Regions from separate parts of the Mus musculus genome. Here region 1 is linked to region 2. Evidence: chromatin contacts called from public Micro-C data. All regions are on one chromosome and are shown on one strand. Each heading gives the region's core, a stretch centred on a gene start, on an enhancer-like site or on the middle of the called end of the contact. The rest is flanking DNA. Distances are from core to core; before and after follow the strand shown.

Region 1 (5,562 bases), core at 1,201-3,700, 140 kb after region 2:
TGGATGTTTTGCTATTATGAGCCTTGCTGAACTCTAGTGACACAATAATCATTTCTTCTTGGGGTGGGGGGGGCATTTCCTTGGCTGCCTAACAGTGAGCCTGTTGTGGCTGGGACTGAAGAGGAAAGACTGTGATTGCCACACACAAACGGCAGCATTTATATGGGATTCCCATGACTGCTTGTCTCTCCCACTGTTCTCATTTTTCTATCACAGGATAAACAACAGAGACTTGTGTTGGAGGTGGTGTGTCTTCTAGGTGTTTTCAAGGGCAAAACAGTTTTGTTCATTTCTTTTTAAAATTATTGGAAATGTATGATTTCATACAATATATTCTGATTATGGTTTGCCCTCCCAAACTCCTCCCAGATCCTCTCCACCTCTCCACCCATCCAAATCCACATACTTTTTTTTTCCTCTCTTTCATGAGAAAACAAACAGGTACCTGAAAATAATTTTAAAAAAATAAATAAGGTAAGGTAAAAGGTAAAATAATCAGGCCAGAATAGGACAAAACAAACAGGGGGAAAATTGAGGCAAAGAAAAAGTACAAGAAACGCATGCAGGTATAGAGACATACACAACGCACACAGACATACCATAAAAACGCAAATCCAGAAACCATAATATATATGTAAGCAAGACACTTGAAAAGTTTTTTTTAAAAAAATAAAAAGCCTAGACAAAGCATTATGAGATTAAAAAAAAAAATCTCCCAAAATGCCATTGAGTTCATTTTTGTGATGTCCATTGACTGTCTGCCTGTAAGTGTGCTTAAGTGTGGTTTGCACACCTGGTAAGTCTCCCCTGGAGAACAAGTGCAGATAACTTCCGGGTAGTTGATGAGTGAGGACTTGTGTCTGCTTCCCCTCCCCGTGCTGGGACCCATCTGGCTTAGACCTGTGCAGGCCCTAAGTATGTTGCCACAGGCTCCATGAGTTCATACATATATCAGTACAAAGTCTGTTTTTTTTTAATCGAATTCTTTAAGTTAAAATATAAGTACATCATTTCTTCCTTTTAATGCCTTCCATGAGCCTCCAACCTCACCCATCTCAAATCCATGGCTTTTCTCTGTATGTGTACACACATGCACGCACGCACGCGCGCGCACACACACACACACACACACACACACACACGAGGTATATACATGTATAAATAGATAAACACAACCTACTGAGTTCATTTAGTGTTGCTATATGTATATGATTTCGAGACTGATCAATTAGTATTTGATAACCAATTAGGGGGCTTGTCTCCGGGGAAAACTAATTCTCCTACACCGTGGAAAACTAATTCTCCTACACCTGTCTAGGGTTAGAGCCCCATACGATTTCCCCTTCCACTTTAAGATGTCAGTTAGTGTTGGCCTTGTTCAGATCTTGCTTAAGCAGCCACATGGTTGAGATATCATGGGTGAAGCGTCCGTGTCATTTGTAGGGTACAATCTACAGCAGATTCCTGGTCCTATGGTTCTTACACTTTTCTTCCCAAGAGCACATGTCTTGTCTTTTGTTGTTCTCTCCTCCCTGTCACATGCTTGGGGGGGAGGGGCAGCTCATCTCCAGTGAAGGGGTCTGAAGTTGATGGGCTAGCGACCCCACAGCCAGCTTCTCAGTGAGCTCAAACAGAACATGATGATTTTTTTGAATATTCTGTATATTACATACCTGATACTGCCTCCTCCACCCACTGCCATAGCTCACTGCTGCCTAGCTCCATAGGAAACACAGCCTCCCACAGATCAGCACCGGACAAGCCTCTCCTTACCTAGCTATGATTTTTATCAGGGTGGAGCAGAAGGTCCCTAGCCAGCTGATGGGTAATGAAAGGCTGGAGGTCTATGAACAGAGGACTGAACTGAGGGTGACAGCAGCCTAGGAGGACTGACTATGGCCCTGGAAGGTGGACGGGGAAGGAAAAATTCTCCCTGCGGCTGTAGAAGGAACAGGGTCTTGCCAGCTCCTCAATCTTGAACTTCTGGCTTGAACAGATCTTTTTCATTATACGTATTTGCCATTTTCATTATTTTAAACAAATTAAGTTTGTGGTGAGTGGCATACCATCATCAGAAATAAATGAATGTGTTACAGAACTAAGGGACCAAGCCTGGGCTTTTCGGCCAGGAACTACAGCTTTCCTGAGATAGCTGGGTATGCGAAGGTAGGAGGAAGAGCTAACCAATGTGATTCCAAGGGTGCTAAGGAGAAATTTAAATGAAATGCAAACATGGATCCACTGCCTGTTTTAAAGTGAGAGACAGTTGGCCTTCTGGATTTAAGGGGCTTGCCTTTCTCAGAGGATTTCTAATTCAGTCCCCATAGGATGGAAAGTTTCCCCTCTGAACAGGAAGCTGAGGACTTCCCCAGGCTAGGCTCTAGTCCCTACATGCCCTCTACTACCTTAGAGTGTGATATGCTCACTCATGCCCCAGGGCCTCCACCTTTGTGGTTTACTCTTTGGGAAGTGCACTCTTTGTCCAAGGCGTGCTAAATCTCTTCTTCAAAGTGCAGCTCTTAGTGACTTCCTCTTAGAAGACTTTCCTGGTTCCTCAGGTCTCTGACTTCCTGCCTCTCACCCCACATTCTGAGCAGCCCTCTAGCTCCTCCCTGGGTCCTCTGCCATCCTCTTGCTTCCTCTTCTCGCCACCATCATCTGAGCCTCTCCAAGACCAGAAGGGTTAAGTGTCCCTCTTGTATCACCAAGCCACTGGTATCCTTCACATATGCCAAGTCTTCTTTGGCTCGTTCCCATTTCTTCTTACCTAATAAGAATGCAAACTCTTCCTTCCATAGTACTCTCTCTCATGGTCACTTTTGATTGTCCAAGAACTAGACCCACTGTGTGCCCCCAACAGCCCTCTGCTCATACACATCACCAAACATGTGGCATTCCCTCTTAAGACATGGAGGTCTTTGGGAGCCATGTGTCTTTTACTGCCTATTGCTGTTGGGTCTAGCATGGTGTCTGGTGCTTAGCAAATACACAAAGAAAAAGAATGCAATAAAAGGTAAGGAAAAATACATGGAACAGCAATGGCCCTGTCGTCTCTGTTGAGCCTTGAGAGGCAGAGAGAGACCTGAAATCAAAAAAACTGCACATGTCATGATGGTTAGTCTTAACTGTTAGCTACAGTCACCTCTTAGGAAGTGTCTCAGTGAGGGTAGTTTAGATCAGGTTAGCATGTGGGTATGTCTATAGGGGACTGTCTTAATGTGGCTGTAACCATCTCTTGGTCCTAGGGTGTGTAAGAGAAAGGTAGCTAGCTGAACAGAAACATAATATGTCTGTCTTCCTTCTCTACTTGTAGATATGATGTGACCATCTGCCTCGAGTTCTTGCCTTGACTACCCTGAAATAATGGAGTATTACCTGGGATCACAAGCCAAATACTCCCCTTTGTTGCCATTGATAGGATGTTTTATCATGGCAATAGAAGTGAAATTAAAACATGCAAAGGCTTGGCATAGCTACTTTCTCATGCTGGCTAGCCAACTTTCTCTTGCTGGTTAGCCAGGGTTTTCTCTGGGCTCCCCTTGGAGGCTTTGGAGTGCCTGGCAAAGGCAGTGTCTGTGTTTTTAGAGCAAAGCCCAGGGTAGATATTAGAAAATTATTGTCCTTTTCACCTCAGACATGAAACTATTGCTTCATTGGTCTAGGTAATGAGTGCTACCTTTAATCTTGAGCAAGGGCTTTCTAGAAGGGCACATGTGGAATGAGAATCAAGTGCAGACTTGAATTTCAGCCTGACCCCTCTCTGCCATGATCTTGAAGTTCACATCGACTCTGACGTTTGAGTTCATCATCTATAAGTGGCAACAGCACAGACCTACCACACAGTTGTGATGGAGACGGGTGAGAGTGTGGTGTGTAAAACCACTGCCAACATGGCTGGCCATGAAGGGCATGTGGCCGGCCACCTTTAAGAAGTGCTTACAGTCAGAGCATAATGTCAGAAAACAGCTGCTGTTCCTGTTTCAGGCTCCTCCCTTTCACAGATGCTGACCAACCAGGCGCCTGCTGGCCTCTCACCTGGGAAGTGAGCTAACACTGAAGCAGGCATTGCTGCCAGACACATTCTGCTCCCCACCCGCTTCCCTGCTTCCTATCTGGGAGTCACAGAGCCCAGCTTCTGGATCTTACTAAGAGCCACTCCCATCTGCACAACATACCCATGGATATCTCTCTCTGCAGGGACACCTGCCATGCTGTTGTTTTCTGTCTGTCCCTAGCATCAATAACTTTTTAACAAACTCATTGTTCCCCAGTAATCTGTATCAGTGTCTTTTTCAATGCTGCCTGAACCCTAAACCTAACAGAGTTAGGTACCCACAACTATACTAACCACAAGATTTTCAACTCGATCACAGCACCAAATGACAAGCCAGATTTTTATCCTCTCCAGGGAAAACCTGGGCAATGTGGGCAGGACCCAGACCAGTGAATGCACGAGTTAGGCAGAGACTCCAGCCCTGTCCATTCAAGCCAGCTGTGGTCTCTGTAGTCGACTGCAACACAACTTTATTTTAAACTGCCTATAACTGCATGGCATGGATACTACACTCATGAACTCAGAGCAGTAGAGGCTACATGCAGAAGACTGGGTTTATCAACATGTCATCGTGGATGGGAAAGACTCATAAGGTCCCACTTCCCCCAAAGATTGAGACAGTTAATCGTCACTGGGGACGGGGTGGGGGGTTGGGGGTGGGTTCTGGGAGCGTGGGGAGAGGGGGCGGGCAGGATCACATTCCTCAGTGGTGTAGCCACAGCTAGGTTGCCCTTGCTCAAGTAAATAACCCCTATTCCTGTTCATTCCTGCAATCCTAATTAAATGCAGTGGGACACAAAAGGAAGTCTGAAATAATAAGTTAACAATAAAGTACCAGTAATTGATATCTGCCCACAAATCATCCCTGCAATTCAGGTCGGGTTGCAGAGCCTAGAGCAGGGCATCCTGACCTGGGCGGGCATCTCCCAAAGGAAATGAGCTCCATTTCTCAGGGGAATTCTGGGAAGCCCATCCTATACACACACACACATGCAACGGGGGTGGGGGAGAGACTGACTAATTTTTACAGATGGTATTACATGTCTGAGCACCTATCTCCACATCTCCAGGAGGTAAAAGCTGAGACCTGGCAGTGGCTGCTGGAAAGAGGAAAAGCTACCGAGCACCTCATTCCTCAGATCCCAGCGGGCTAACAGGTGTAAGGACACCTACAGGCCAATGGAGGCAAGTGTAAGGGATGCAGCTCACTGGTAGGCCAGGCCAGAGAGCAGGCCTGTGGGCAACCAGAGTACTTGAAAGTACTAAGGGAAGTGGCTGCTGCTGCTCAGCACACTGTCTTTTGGAAACGGAAATCAATGGACTAATAAACATAAAAACATGCATCTGCCCACCCTGAGAGGCACTGCAGGTGTGGCTGCTGTCACATGTATATCAGTAGGTGGCAGAGAGGAGAGAGGCTATGGCTAAAGTTCTGACCTATGAACATCTGAATGTGGCCCGACCTGCCCTGGAAAAAAAAAGAGAGCCCGAAACAGCCACCAGCTGGG
Region 2 (6,108 bases), core at 1,123-3,622:
GTGGTACCCATTATCCATGGGTGTGAGACCATCTACTGAGAGACGTTTCCCATGGCCACATCACCATAAGAATGACGACTTGCTCCCTCTCTTAGGATCTATCAAACACCAGTAACTCCTCGGCCAAGCATGAAGCTTTGTAGATCTATCCCACCCTGCATGCTGGAATTTTGATTGGCTTGATCCTTTGCAGGTCTTGTGCAGATAACAACATAAGCTACTGCCGTTGTTCTTGGTTACAGATAAAAACCAGGTAGTAGTACCCTATTGTTGAAGACACCTCTCATTTGTACATAGGAGACAGAGAAGTCGACCTTGAACTACCCAGGGAACTCTCTCTTGGCTGGCAATCTTCTATAGTAGCAGACAGAATCGTTTACCTGTGTATGTGGGGGCGAATGTCCATGGAGGGCAGAGCACATCCTAGGTAGCATTCCTCAGGTGTTATACTAGATGGGTTTGTGTGTCAACTTGGCACAAGTTAGAGTCCTCAGAGAGGAAGGAGCCTCGATTGAGAAAAATGCCTCCACGAGATCCAACTGTAAAGCATTTTCTTAATTAATGATTGATAGGGGGAGGACCCAGCCCATTGTGGGTGGTGCTATCCCTGGGCTGGTGTCCAGAGTTCTATAAGAAAGAAGGCTGAGCAAGCCTAAGGGAGCAAGCCAGGAAGCAGTATACTCCATGGTCTCTGGATCAATGCTTGCCTCCGGGATCCTGTCCTGTTTGAGTTCCTGTCCTGACTTCCTTCACTGATGAACAGTGCTGTAGAAGTGTAAACCAAATAAATCAATTTCCTCCTCAGCTTGCGTTTTGCTCATGGTGTTGCATCACAGCAACAGAAGCCCTACGACAGGTCTTGTCCACTTTTGTTTTTCAGGCAAGGTCTCTCACTGACCGGAGGTTGATGAGTAGGCTGGCCAGCTATTCAGTGAGCCCAAAGATACAAATGTCTTCACACCCCTAGCATTGGGATTCTAAGTACACAGCCACCAAACCTAGCAGCTGCTGTTGCTGCTGCTGCTCCTCCTCCCACATTTTTAAAAAATGTGGTTCCAGGAATCAAACTCACATCTTCACGTTTTCAGGTTGAATACTTTGTGACTGTGCTATCTGTTGGCAATTTTTCTGCCTCCACCCAACAGCAACCTAGCATCAGGTCGCTTCATGAGCCAGGATCCAGGCATCATAAGACCACTAGTTACCACATTCTCATTCATATTCTCTCTCTCTCTCCCTCTCTCCTTTGTTGTTCTTTCTCTGCCTCTACCCCCTTTCCCACGTCTCCTTCCCTTCTCCCAATAAACTTCCTTTTATATCTGGCTGATTGTTTAGGTAGACACCTAGGCACAGGCCCACCCAGACTCCCCCCACCCCACCACATTGCACCATGGTTTTATAAAACACAACACCATCTCCCCAATCCTTATTTCTTTTTACAAATTATATGAACATATTGAGCTCAGTATGAAAGCGGTAGCTTTGTATAACTGATGCAATGCTTTGGGAAAAGTGAAGCAGACACTAGGTGGCGTAGTGCACCCCCAGTGACCCACTCACCCTCCTCCTGGAATTTATCTTTACCCTAAAATCTGAGAGCGTTTCCCTTCATCATCCGAAAAAGGAAGCAAAATACAATCTGAGATCTTCTGTATTGAACCATTAGGAAAACGACCAAGGAAGAAAAAACAAGTTATGAAAACGATCCCTTTTAAGCTTGCAGCCACACTGTCACCTCATGGAAGCCCTCTGTTGGGCCATATGATTTGTAGCGAGAAAAAGCATCAAACCAGGGAGCCTACAGCAGATCTGAGAATGTTTCCCTAACCCCGTGGTCGCCCAGACAACAAAGTCCCACGATCATCATCCCCCCCCCCCCCTTCTGCAGTAGGGCGGCCCTTGTTGTTGTTGTTTTAAATGTTAATGAGGTGAGCCTCATTGCTCTCTCCCAGCTCAGCCTTTCAGCTCTTCCAACCTGAGGCAAAAGCGCCCTGACCAAGCCTTCAAAGGCCCCCAAACAGAATACAGGCAGCCTCTGGAAACAACTTGACCCTAGGCCTGCAGACAGAAGAGTAGAGAACTAAGAAGAAAAAGAAAGACAACAAAACCTTAAAGCTTGCAAACTTGACTCCTAAAGCATCCAGTACTATGATGCAAATACACACACACACACACACACAAACACACAAAAACACACACAGGGCTTAAGAAACAAAAGACAAGGGGCCAAATCCACCTCAAACAAGGAAAGAGTGAGCTAAGGCTTTTATCCTTTCAAACGCCAACTCTCAGAGAAGCCCTGGTCTCCCTGAAGTTCTCCATAGAAAACCTAACTGATTTAAAGCTAGGAAGCCGACATTTTACAAAGTCCTCTCTGCCTCTCCCAAGGACTGAGTGATCCAGTCCTAAGGAGCAGGAAGTCTGGGGCAGTGGTACCTGTAAACGGTCTCTTTCATGTGGGAACATCTCCATCTGCTGGAAACTCCGATGTCTGCATTAAAGGCACAAAGTTAAGTTTTGTTTTTCCTGTAAATATATCCATTTCTAGTTTCTCTCAAGTACCTGTCACTATCTGACTGAAAGCAGCTGTCCCTCTTCCTTTTCCTAAGGTCCCTGGTGGCAATGTTTATCTGTGATATTTACGGGACAGCCCCAGCCCAGGGTTAGACATGTCCTTCCCATCTGTCTTCCCTGACAACAGGACATCCTTAGGTCAGTCCTAAAAACCTCTACAAAACCCTCCTGAGTCAGGAGATTGTCTGCCTGAAGGTCAGAGGTTTCTGAACTCCAGGGAGTTGGCATTCCGTTGAACTATGGTCTTAGCTTCTTACACCACCTGAGTGCCTTTATTTGTCAGGGCTAACTGTTCAATAACAACCATTTCATCTTTGATTTCAAAAGTACACAGATTTACACACATGTGGGTGAGGAGGGCAAGGCTGGGTTTGCCATTCTGGTATATTTGATGTGAGAGTTCTACTCCAGAATGCTGGCATTCTTTATATGAATGCTGGAGTTCTTCAACCTTGATGGAGTGCCTCAAAAACAGCCTGCCACACTTTAGATCATAAAGTCTTCCTGAGCCATGTTAATGGCTTGGTTCCCAAGGTGGTGCTGGTGGGAGGTCTTCAGGTTATTGAGGGCCCCTCTGAAAGGGATTACAGGGCTCCTCATTTCTCCTTCTCCTCTTCCTCCTCTTCTTCCCCCCCACCCCCCAGCTTCCTGGTCATAAGGTGAGTAGATTTGTTCTTTAATAATCAATCCTACCATAATATAATCCTGGCTCAAAGCAAAGGGCAATCATCTCATGTACTGGAACACTGACATCTGTGAGACAAAAGCCAACCTTTCAATGTAGTGACAGAAAGCCGAGTAATGCACAGCTCTGGAAGGCCCAGTGCCCACAGGACAGAGAGCACCAGGCTCCTCCTCTTTCTCTTCCGTTGGCAGCTCTCTAAGCATCATCTTCCTCTTTCCTCAGCATCTCACTCCATTCTGATGTTCTCTTTATTTTTGTTGCTTTTTAAAAGTCTTTTTTAATTATTTTAAATGCATACATACACATTTAAATTTACATACACATGTGAGTGTGGGTGACCAAAGTGGGCACTAGATCTTCTAAAGTTGGAATTACAGACAGTTGTGAGCTGCCCAGCATGGGTGCTCAGACACCAACTCAGGTCCTCAGCAAGAGCAATGCATTCTCTTAACTTCTAAGCCATTCCTACTGCACCACACTCCACATGACAGTCTCCTCTTTAGTACTGTGTGTGTGTGTGCATGCGCACACATCCAAGTGCGTAACCGCATGCAAAGCCATGTATGTGGACAACTCCCGAGAGTCAGTTCTCTCTTGCTACCATATAGGGCCCAGGGATTTCACCCAGGTCCTCAGCTTTGGCGGCAGGCGCCTTTACACGATGAGTTATCTCACAGGCCCCATTCACTTCTTAAAAGCAAAATGATACATAGTCCCATTGGTAAATCATTACTTCCCCATGTTAAAGTCACAGTATAAACTTGAATGGCTTCCTGGGCCTCTCTCTTTTTACTGTATATAGGGGGAGGTTGGGATGGTCTCCTTCTATTCAAGAAGGTCTGGGGAAAGGCATGCATGTGAAACGAAGCCAATACAACAGAGGCTTCTCCTGTATAACAGATCTGGTGGGAAGAACGCTGGCTGTCCTCGTCACTGCAGGGCTGGTAAGAGCCAAGCTACACGTGAGAACACCTGACAATGAGAGCCATAGACAGAAAACACGAGAGAGCTGGGATCCTCCCCCACTTCTCTGGGGGACCAAGACTACCTTCCCTCACCTTCCAGAAACATCAGCCAAAATGGAAGGAAATCAAGGAGAGAGACTAAGTGAGCACCCCACCCCCTTCCCCAGACCTCAGCTCCTGAGCCAGGAGCAGAGAAGCCTTCCAAAGCTTTTGATCTCAACAGCCAGCTCCAAACATGTTACCTTCTTAGCCCCAGAAGAAAGAATTTGGGTTATTAAGTAGTGAGTCACAATAGGAGATCCATTTGTAAAAGTATGCTTTTATAACGGCTAATAGTTAGGATGATCCCATTAACAGGAAAACAAATAATGAACTAGAATAGTGATTGGACACGTCTGAGTCCTGCCTCGAGCAATTTCCACACACACTTGCTGCAGGAATGTGGGATCCTGCATTGCTCTCATGCCCAGAGGACCTGCCAACTTCTCAGCGAAGGCTCTTCCTGAAGATACACAGTTAGTGTTGGCAATACACACCTATCCTGAAGCCACAGCCCTCCGCTGTTGTCCATGCACACATGCCACAACCTCATCAGGTCCCCTCTCCTTCTCCCGTCCCTCTCAGCAACCGTGGCCTCCTGCTTTCTGACCACCACCTCCATTCCTCTTCTTTTCCCCCAATGCAGACATTTCCTGAGGGTCGTCCATAGCTCCTTCCTTCAGTCTCCCCTCTCCTGCGGTCTGCTGGGATGGCTGTGGCAGTGAGAAACGATCTCCTATGGGCTCCTTCTTCTACACAACAAATCTGGTGGGAAGAACGCTGTCTTCTCCATTGCAGGGCTGGTAAAGAGCCAAGCTACACATGTGAACACTGTACGAGGCTGAGGGTAAGAGAAACGCAAACCCCGGGACCAGCAGACACAGGCAGTGTGGAGCACAGGCTGAGAGGGGGCAGAGTCAGAAACAGCTAATCAAGTCTGGGGAGGTCAGCCGGGCTTGGTGGCACACACCTTTAATCCCAGCACTCGGGAGGCAGAGGCAGGTGGATTTCTGAATTCGAGGCCAGCCTGGTCTACAGAGTGAGTTCCCAGACAGCCAGGGCTATACAGAGAAACCCTGTCTCGAAAAGGCAAAAAAAAAAAAAAAAAAAAAAAAAAGTGGGGAGGTCAGAGAAGGCTGCCCAGAGGATGGCACATCGGCTGTGACCTGAAGACACAGGAGAAAGGAAGCAGGGAGATGTGGAGGAATGTACTTCCTGCCTTGTGCTGTTTGCCTTTTGTGTGTGTTCGTGCCTGCATGCGCTACTCTATCTCGCCTCCCCATCTGAAAACTGACTAACCTACCTAGATGAAAAGATTGCCTGTAATCTCTCTTCACAGACACTCCTTGGGATGCTTGGGTCCTGGCAGGCAGTTTTAATTTTCTTATCTTTGTGCGCATGTGCACGATGCATGCATGGTGGGCATGTGGTGGTCAGAGATAAGTCTGTGAAGTCAGCTCTCTTATCACACCTTTATGTGGATTCCAGGGACCAGACTCGGGTGGCTTGGTTTGTATGGCAAAGGAGCTTAACCCACCCAGCCATCTTGCTGGCCCCAGTAGGTAATGTTTAATCCCTGATGGAGGGCATGCAATTGCAACAGTCCACAGTTGTTTGGGCTTTAGGGACCAGGGCTGGAAAGAAGAGAAGTGTGAAGGTTTGGGTAAGATCCTCTTTGTCACTTTTGACACTTCCTGTGACTTTCCCTAGGTACTGCAAGACATACAACATTAAGCCCCTATAGCACACCTGACATCAGCCCTCGGGCAGGATAGGATCCCAGCAGCCTATCTGCAGATGATGACTAACGATCCACCATCCCCCTCTTCACGTCCACTTGCAGCC

Evidence for each region. Hi-C and Micro-C count contacts between places; a contact is called where the count stands out from the background.
Region 1: a contact with region 2 is called in a Micro-C map of the G1E-ER4 cell line, with 3 times the contacts expected there. The contact joins two enhancer-like sites. A contact is called at or near these places in 1 of 39 promoter capture datasets (liver) and 8 of 484 Hi-C or Micro-C datasets (the G1E-ER4 cell line, embryonic stem cells, muscle stem cells and 2 more).

The regions. Positions count from the first base shown.
Region 1 is chr9:60,414,466-60,420,027 of GRCm38.p6, forward strand. The region is part of intron 4 of Thsd4 (thrombospondin, type I, domain containing 4); the gene reads right to left. It also overlaps the pseudogene Gm22099. Among named protein-coding and RNA genes, the nearest start is that of 2010001M07Rik, 83 kb to the left of the region's middle. Within about 2 kb of position 2,451, at least 4 of the 459 cell types and tissues checked have an H3K27ac peak or open chromatin away from gene starts, as enhancers often do. A contact at or near this core is called in the G1E-ER4 cell line, where this site is marked.
Region 2 is chr9:60,274,084-60,280,191 of GRCm38.p6, forward strand. The region is part of intron 6 of Thsd4 (thrombospondin, type I, domain containing 4); the gene reads right to left. Among named protein-coding and RNA genes, the nearest start is that of 2010001M07Rik, 57 kb to the right of the region's middle. Within about 2 kb of position 2,373, at least 23 of the 459 cell types and tissues checked have an H3K27ac peak or open chromatin away from gene starts, as enhancers often do. A contact at or near this core is called in the G1E-ER4 cell line, where this site is marked.